Regions from separate parts of the Mus musculus genome. Here all the other regions are linked to region 1. The links are chromatin contacts, called in public Hi-C maps. All regions are on one chromosome and are shown on one strand. The core of a region is the stretch at or near the end of the contact, and the rest is flanking DNA. Distances in the headings are between cores, read along the strand shown. Region 1 overlaps Rad51b (RAD51 paralog B). Region 2 overlaps Rad51b (RAD51 paralog B). Region 3 overlaps Rad51b (RAD51 paralog B).

Evidence for each region. A called contact is a pair of places that touch in the nucleus more often than the background predicts.
Region 2: a contact with region 1 is called in a Hi-C map of uterus, with 2.4 times the contacts expected there. The contact joins two enhancer-like sites. A contact is called at or near these places in 2 of 484 Hi-C or Micro-C datasets (nephron progenitors and uterus) and 1 of 115 datasets of contacts at active chromatin or transcription factors (CD8 T cells).
Region 3: a Hi-C map of uterus shows a contact between it and region 1, with 1.9 times the contacts expected there. The contact joins two enhancer-like sites. A contact is called at or near these places in 3 of 484 Hi-C or Micro-C datasets (CD8 T cells, nephron progenitors and uterus) and 1 of 115 datasets of contacts at active chromatin or transcription factors (CD8 T cells).

What each region holds. Positions count from the first base shown.
Region 1 is chr12:79,659,889-79,662,922 of GRCm38.p6, forward strand. All of the region lies in intron 8 of Rad51b (RAD51 paralog B), which reads left to right. Among named protein-coding and RNA genes, the nearest start is that of Gm36048, 140 kb to the right of the region's middle. Within about 2 kb of position 1,548, at least 62 of the 459 cell types and tissues checked have an H3K27ac peak or open chromatin away from gene starts, as enhancers often do. A contact at or near this core is called in uterus, where this site is marked.
Region 2 is chr12:79,452,903-79,455,938 of GRCm38.p6, forward strand. All of the region lies in intron 7 of Rad51b (RAD51 paralog B), which reads left to right. Among named protein-coding and RNA genes, the nearest start is that of Rad51b, 160 kb to the left of the region's middle. Within about 2 kb of position 1,334, at least 21 of the 459 cell types and tissues checked have an H3K27ac peak or open chromatin away from gene starts, as enhancers often do. A contact at or near this core is called in uterus, where this site is marked.
Region 3 is chr12:79,432,396-79,435,095 of GRCm38.p6, forward strand. The region is part of intron 7 of Rad51b (RAD51 paralog B); the gene reads left to right. Among named protein-coding and RNA genes, the nearest start is that of Rad51b, 140 kb to the left of the region's middle. Within about 2 kb of position 1,451, at least 33 of the 459 cell types and tissues checked have an H3K27ac peak or open chromatin away from gene starts, as enhancers often do. A contact at or near this core is called in uterus, where this site is marked.

The DNA.
Region 1 (3,034 bases), core at 298-2,797:
AAGTGAATACCACAGAAGATAGTGACCAGTACTCTGCCTATGTATGTCATTAAAAATCATTATGACTACATATACACACACATACCATATGCACCATATATACAATATACACAAACACATTCAAATACTATACATGCACACATCACGCAAACAATATATGCACTACATACAAACACACTCAACAAACCATACATGCACACATCACACACACTCAAAACATATATATCATATACACACTATATACAAACACACTCACAAACAATACATGCACATATTACACACACACATACATACCCCATATACATATACTATATACACACTACACACAAACACATTCAGGAACAATACATGCACACATGACACACAGATACATACCTTATACATATACCATATACACACAATACACAAACACACTCATAAACCATACCTGCACACATCATACCCACACACAAAATATACATATACCATATATACACTACACACAAGCACACTCACATACCATACATGCACACACACACTTGTTCAGCTCTGAGGAAATTGGAAGATTATCTTTCTTCTTTATTTGGAAACAAGTTCCCAGAATCCTGCTTTATATTAAGCAAAGTGGAATGAAATGGCAGGGGAAGAAATGGCTTTGGACTCTAGTGTAATGGCAACAGGAAAATGATAGCAGCAAAGGAAGTTCCTAGCTCATCCTTAGGTAACTAGCTGTTCCTGACTATGAAGCCCTAATGGCGATTGAAGCAGTTGGGGTTTTGTTTGTTTGTTTGTTTGTTTTGTTTTTTAAGGTATTTTGCTTGTATAGCTAAATAGGTAAAGAGGATGTGGGAGTGTTTTAACCAAAGTCTAAAATGGGGTCATTTACCAGTAAGTTAAAATGAACAGATTTTGGCTGGGGAAAACACTTGCCTAATACTCTTGAAACAACAACATTCCGTCCCGAGAACTTCAGACAAAGAGGTGGGGGTCATTTCTTAGAACATTCATTCCTGATCAAATATATTGCAATGGTCCCTAAGTTCCTATGAGAGAGAGAGAGGAGAAATACATGGCACAAAATGCTTGTGGTTTCAGTCCTTTATTTGGTCACCTTTGCCTATGCGCTAACTAATGACGATGGGCAAGTCTTTTCATCACTTTGGACCTCAGTTTCTTCTTCTGCCTGATGTTAGTTTGAAGAAGTGAGCGATTGCTTGAGTCTTTTTCAGTCCTGACAGGGTGAGGTGGGTCTGCAGATGGGCAGCACCCAGCCACGGGTGGCTCTTCTGTTTCACAGAGTAAACCTGTAATGGATTTCAGCTGCAGAACAGAGGCCCTTGCTTAAACAGTGTTCACTTGAAAACAGTTGTGGGGTGAGAGCATGCAGCCAAGAGCAGCCAGCAATAAAATGATCTGGGTTGACCTGAGAGAAGCACCCAGCAGGGGTTGATCCGGGAAATGAAGTCCCTTCTGCTCTGCTGCAGAGAAGGGAATACAAGTGACCTGGTCCAACTGAGCCGTCTCTTCTGCCCAAGCTGATCCTGTGCTATTAATATCTGCCAGCTGCAAGCCCAGAGCATCCCCTGCTGAGATCAAAGGAGCCCCTATCTTAGCTGGAACAAGGTCATCTGCACAGGGCTATAAAAGTAAGTCCTGGCTGGCTACAAGGATGGCTATGGGGGAGGAGAAGTCAGGAGATGGGAGGCACTCTGTGCTCCTTTAATCTCAGCTGACCAGCTGTTGCCCTCCCAGTGTTTGTAGAGTTGAGAGTTCTTTGTTTTGGCATTGCTGCCTCTGCCTTATTCAATTTGTGCCTGGGTTGTTGTCTGGATTAAGCACACCTAGTGTTCACAGTTTGGGTCCCCAATATGAGTCCCTGCATTGCAGTTTCATTCCAGTGTTGACTTAACAGCTCTGAGGTGGGATGGCCAAAGAAGGAAGGAGTGGACTCCATAGGCCGACGCCTTTCCCAACCGATTCCTGCCCTACACAGCTTGTGTCTTAGGAAGGAATAAGAGGACACATTCAGTTACTTGGCGTTTTTGCAGCCTGCCTTTCATGAACTACCCTCATTGATTCAAGAAAATAGAACATTCAGGGTCCATGCAAAGTCATCCCAGCCCAGGGTGTTTCTCACTCTCTCTGGGTTGCATACACTTCTGATTGGCTATATGTTCATATGGAAGAGACACAAAGAGAATAAGGGACAGACAGCCCCAGAAATGAATACGGAATAAGAAAGAAGCAATATAGAAAGAGGGGTGTGTGTCAAGCCTGCCAAAGTGTCTTTGCTAACTAGAGCAGCCTCAACAATGAGGTCATTTGCCTGACTCTGTACAGTAGAGTTAAAATCCCACCAGTTGGTTGCTCTTTAGACCCCCTACTGTCTTACAATAATATCAGGGCTGGAAAAGACTTCATGGTTGTTCTATTTGTCCAGCCCATCATTTCACAAATGAGACCAAGTTTAAAAAAAATAACAATATTTATTGTTTTATGTTTTCCATAATTCTAGACCTGAGTAGGTAGTGTCATTCAAAGCAACTTTTCCAGATAATTGTTTTAATGGTGAAAATCCTGATATACATACTATCAGAAATCATTCAACAGTTATTGCAACTCTTCTGATTCTTAGCTCTTGTAGTTCTTCCTTGCGGCAACTCAGAAGAGACCCTGGGTTGCTGGGCCTCAGTCACAGGGACTCTCTTTCCTCGTATTGGTCATTAGGGAAGGGGTCTAATGACCTAGCTGCCCATAAATGCCTATCCTATTCTGACCTAGGATTTGAGCAGAACTGACCCAAGTCCCCATACACTGGGGCATGGTTGGTAGGTGACATTGTTGTGTAGTAGCAAGATTGGAGCTCTGCTCAACTCGCACCTTTAACTTGCTCTCTTCTGATGGTTTGGGAGGGTAGCAGTTAATTTTCAATATGGTGACATGTCAGGCCCACTTGAGGAGTCCCAAGTCGTTTCATGGGATGGAAGACATTACCGGGCTGCCACCCAGTGTTCCGACATCTGGTGCGTTGGTATCTTCTTATCTCTGTTAGTAG
Region 2 (3,036 bases), core at 84-2,583, 210 kb before region 1:
ACAACCCTCACTGGGTGAGATGCAAGTGATGAGAAGGAAGCTATCATTGATTAGGTAGAGCTGATCAGTGACAAATCATGAGCCACCTCAGTTACAGGGTAAGCTGGCTACAGACTGTCAAAACAGCAGAACTCTGACTTCAACCCTGAGATTATTCCACTTATGTAACAGTGCTGCACAGGACACGGCTGGCATATTTCATAACCAGCATTCTTAAGGCAGTGATTGGACCTACTAGTCAGACCACACAGACATGGAACAGAGCTGCCCATGCCCTGTGCAGGAAGCGCCAAAGGCACAATCAGCAGGGGAGGTTGTGATGCTGGGCCACCGAGTTTGCCCTGCTTACTGTACTTGAACTCCTGCTCTCTTACCGCACTCTTATTTTGTACCAAGAGCTTTATTTCTTAAAGTGTAGTATTTAGAAATAAAACTAATAGAAAAAAAACGCATAGGGTTGATACAACTTGGCAAGATACTAGGATGGCGGCAGTCGTTTTAGACAGAATTTATTTTTTCTTTTGTCACAGAGAAAAGCAGCATGAAAGGAGAATTTGGATTTAGGATTTTTGTTTTGTTTTTTGTTTCTTCAGGAAAGCATAAAGTTCCACATACTTAGTTTTAATCTCGGGGAAAGGGAGCCTACGAAGTGCCACAGATAATGATGTTTACTCCTTAGCCCTATGGTAGTTTAGAAAATAAAAACACTAAATGAGATGGGAGCAAGCAGAAGGAAGTCTTTGTGTTATCACAAGGTGTGAGGGGCAGTGAGAAAACATCACAGGTGTCTGTGTGCCTTCTGAGATCTTTGTTACTGTGTTTAGTCTGGTGGTGAGGAAGAGAGGAGCGGTCCACAAGGAATCTATTGTCAGACACTGCTGCACCCTTCTTTATTCTGACTGTGTAAGCTCTAAGTCATTATTTAATTTTTCTTGTCGTCCTCTGACCTTGGAGAAAGTCATCAGCCTTCACTCTGAAAAGAGGAGCGGTCAGTTTTCCTCCTGCACGGGAAAAAAACAGGTTTGCTGTCCCGTGATTATGCCCTGTAACACTTCTGTTTATTATGAGACAGAGTCTTACAATGTAGCCCACTCTGGTCTCAAACTTGTGATCCTCTTGCATGAATCGCCCAAGCACTAGGAATATAAGCATGTGCCAGCACACACAGGTTGTTGAGTGACATTTTGAAATATAGTTACCATGACAGTGCCTTGATTTTGTAGCTACAGAGTGTGGTGCCATTGGCATGTTCGACTGGATTGTTCCTTAGAGGGTCTGTTCTGGTGTTTAGCAGCCTTCTTGGCTTCTGCCCACTGGATGGCAGTAACGGCACCCCACTGGGAGACGAAAATCATCTCTACCTGAGAACAATTACTCTAGACATATTTGGTGGCCCCACCCACTCCTCTGAGAAGTGAAGTGAGATGAAAAGTAAGAAGGTGGTTTTACAACTTAGAAAGCATTAGCAGCTTTTCAAGAGCCTTTTTGATAATATGGTGGTTGTGAGGATTTGGTAAATTTGGTTAAAGGTGAGTAAGTGGAGGGTGGTGGGTGGACATAGTGGGTGCAGGGTCTGTTCTTGTATGGTTTGCCTATGGAAGAAAGATGGAGGGCAGCATGTGAAGGGACGGGTTAAGGGAGGACTTGTGGCCTTGAATACATTCAAGTGATGGCAGGATGAAGTCAAGGAGACAGAAATTCTTAGAGGAGAAGAGAAAATGGGGATGGGCAGCTTGAGGCAGGATGAGTCCAGAGCATAGGGAGAAGGGTGAATTTTAGGACGGATGCTCTACAAACCAGAGACTTTTGGGGGATGAGGAAGGTCCACATTTTATTGCTATGATTGGCTTCTAATTTGGGGACCTTTGGAGGGAATGTTAGGTCTGGGGTTTTCTTAAGACTCAGGACTTGTACCACAGTCTACATAATTTCTGGATGTCCTGGAAGCCATTGGTCTCCAGATTTCATGGTTCTGTGTGGGATATCAGGCGTATGCTAGAATGCTGCACTAGGACTGTGGGTCAGGTTAGGGGATGGGGCCCACTTGTAGTTTAGAGTTCTAGGAGACTTCTCAGATGTCACAGAACCTACCTGCGGCTCACCTGCAGCCAGCCTGCCTTATATTAACAAAGATGTTATTCTCACGATGTTTTCCATTTCTTTATTACATTCATTTATCTTATTGAGAGGGGATGGGGACAGATAGCTAGAGAGGGATGGGAGAGATGAAGTCAGAGAATACTGTCTAGGGTAATTGTGCTGCTGTGTGTGTGTGTGTGTGTGTGTGTGTGTGTGTGTGTTTCCTTCTTGAGAGAAGTTCAAATGTCTGGCTCTGGTTCAATTGCTCTGTGGGTGTAACTGAAGAAGGGGCCTGAGGAGGGGCAAAAGCAATTAAAACCTTGAACATCATAAATGCCCTTCCTAATTAAGTGGCGAGGATGGAAAATCAAGGAGCTACTTCAGCTGTGTTTCTGTTCTTTTAAAACTTTGCTGAAAAGCCAGTTGTTCATGTCTTTCAGAAAGGACGGAACTTTCAGAATAACCCTGAGAAAAAGTTTCCAAAGTTGTCTCGCTGTCATATGCTCTTTTACGAACCTTCCCCTTTGATTTCCTGGGCCCTCTTACCTGTACCCTCTGCCTGGCCTCCCCAGCACTCCAGTGTGGAAGCGCCAGACGTGATTCTCTAGTCTATGAATGGAGACAGTTCAAGTATCTAACTGTTGTTTCCTTTGTTCACATTGCTTTTGGTGCTTGCTGGGAAATGCTCTGAAAACTGAACTGGGGACTGAGCACAAAAGCCAGGCGATGATGTCCCTCCTGGTAAACGCACCGTGTGACTTGTTCCCACTCCTGTTCACGACTCATTAGTCCCTGGGTACAGAAAAGGTTGCTTCTCTGGAATAAAGGGAATAGATGCAACTCGGAGTCCTTTTTCGCCCTTTCCTGTGTTTTATTTGGGTGCGCTCATAGTTCTCCATCTTCATTAGTGACCTGGCAGGGGGCTGGCACAGTGCTGAGACTAGCCTTTGCTGGTTC
Region 3 (2,700 bases), core at 201-2,700, 230 kb before region 1:
ACTATCTTCCTACATCTTATTTAGACTTGTTCATTTGAAGTCATTTTTGTCTATTGTGGGTATCAATTACTGGAAATACTACATAATGGTATTTATAACTCTGCTTTTCTACACAGCTTCATGTTCAAGGACATGTTTTCATTTTAATAAACCTTGGCAGAAGTAATTATATTGTGGAAATCAGTGTGCTGAAATCAGGATCTATTATTTTGTTCTTTAGTCTTCAGAGTAATGGTGGAAATGTTAATGTATATTAAACAAACAAATGTCATATTTATATTCTAATTATCTTATGAATATCACAAAAATGAGAATATAGTTTCTCCATGATTAAAAGCTACTTTCTAGCCATGAACAACGTGGGCCATCCTAAAAGCGATGGAATGAATGGAGTTTTGGCACACATTTGTTCTCATTTTCTTTTAAGTCATCAGCAAGAACAAGTCTTCAGCTACACATAAAAGAGATACATTAAGGGTGTGTTTCGGGCAGCTTAGATTATTACCGTTATTATTTTGTATGCTTGGGTATTGAATACAAGACCGTGTACAGAAGGCAGGTGGTATCCTACCTCTGAGCAAACCCTGCCCTCTTGAAAGGTTTGATAGTACACAGGTCATCCTCAGCTGCCCTTGCTCTGTTTCCCTCCTGTTCTCTGGCACCCAGTGCCTGCTTTCATTTTGCTATGCATCCTTCTGCCTTTTGCTTTCTCCGCTTCTCTCATAATTGCATGTTTTACATAATCAGCAGGCTTGGAAGGCCCTGTAAATGCTGTCTTCTGGAAATGGTCAGAGGTTGAGGAATTCGATGGTTAGAACCACTAATGGGGATCTTCTGGAAGCAGTCATTGTGTTGGGCATTAGAAGGCTGAGGGTCTGTGATGGATGCTGCTGGTTACCGTTTCTACAGGATTCTGGTGCTTCATCAGGATTCTATCTGTGTATTGTCTTTGTGTTCTCCTCATTGTTTTCTTTTGAATCCTGTATACCCAGGGTTTGTAGGCACTGTACTAGGTTTGTACCATCAGAGTCCCTCTTTTTTGCTATGTATTTGTTTGTTCTAGCTCAGGAATGATTAGGTATTTGAGAATAGAAATCAGGCCTATTCCTGAGACCAGGGCTTGGTTTCTTGGACATTGGTGGCCAGAATTGTAATATTTATAGTAGATAGTAGTCATATATGTTGTATTTCATGCTTTAAAGTTTGAATGGAATTAAAGGGGAGTTAACTCTTTTGAATTAAAGAAAGCACTGAAAGAAAAACTGTATTCATCGTCAGAACAGTGGAGTAAAAACCCCTTATTATTCATTACATTTTGTAAAGCAAGAAACAAAGAAGTCTAGTTGTTTCTTACCACAGTCATTTTCGAGAGGTTTGTTTATTAGCCAACTCCGACACACCCCTCTCCTAAGCCCAGACTTCTTTTTAATGGTCTTCAATTTCGCAATCATTTAGAAGTGAGTTTTTTCTCTTTCCACCACATTTTTTAGTACACACCCTCTTCCCTCTTCTCCGCTTTACTTTTGTTTCCTTGAGAAAGGAGAGCCCCCTTGAGAGCATAGAATAAACATTTCTTTGTGAAGTGTGACTTATTTATGCTTCAGGGCTTGTCAATGTATACACAATAGAGAAGGTGATGGAGGCTTCCAGGCATGCCAAGCCAGCGTTTTGTGCATGTTGGGGCCAAAGCGTTCTTTAAGAAGGCTGAAAACATTTTTAACAAGTCAGAACATTTTTACAATTTCCATATTTATCAAACATGTCAGGGAATGGAATTGTAAGGCCTTCCAGGGATTAACTGACTCTAGGGCTTGAATGGTTTTGTTAAGATGGAGGAAGCCACCTTCTCAGCACCAGTGATTTGCTCCAATAACCACAAGAGTGAGACTGTGGGTGAGCCCTGCAGGAGGAGAGGTAATCCTGAGGCGAAAATGCTCTTTGAATGGGGGCAAAAAAATCTTCCAACAGTGTGGCTCTTCCAACAGTGTGACTGACTCTTCCAACAGTGTGACTGACTCTTCCAACAGTGTGACTGACTCTTCCAACAGTGTGGCTCTTCCAACAGTGTGGCTCTTCTGAGGGAGCCCAGCAGATGGAAGTCGCTGCCCCAGAGCTTCTGCTTTATCAGTTCTCTGGTTGGTGGTTCTTGGTCTTTGACAGACACACGAGTGAAAAGGAACCAAGAGACATAGCCGTTCCCAAACAGGTAGCCATTGCTTTTTTGTACTTGGCAAAACATGCCAAAACTCACATTGTTTTCAGATGTCTGGGGTTCGACAGACTCTCGCTTGCATTTACAAACACTCTCCTTTGAATTTCAGCTCAGGAATATATTGGGTGGCATTAAGTTGGTGATGCATTTGCATGATACCAGAAGGCTGCCTTCGGAAGGTGATTACATCACACACGTGTCCGGAGCTGTCCTTGCTCTGTTTCCCTCCGGTTCTCTGACACTCAGCGTCTGCTTTCATTTCGCTGTGCATTCTCCTGCTTTTTGTTTTCTCTGCTTCTCTCATAATTGTACGTTTTTCATAATCAGCAGGCTTGGAAGGCCCTTACATATAGTTGTTGATGCCCCCTCATTCTAATATGGAGAGATTCGGGCCTCACGTTCTTTCTGTAAGATTTGGGAGTTATCTAGTTATGGAGTGATCCCCAAACCCATCATGGGAGCAGCACAAAGGCAGGCCAGACCCTTTG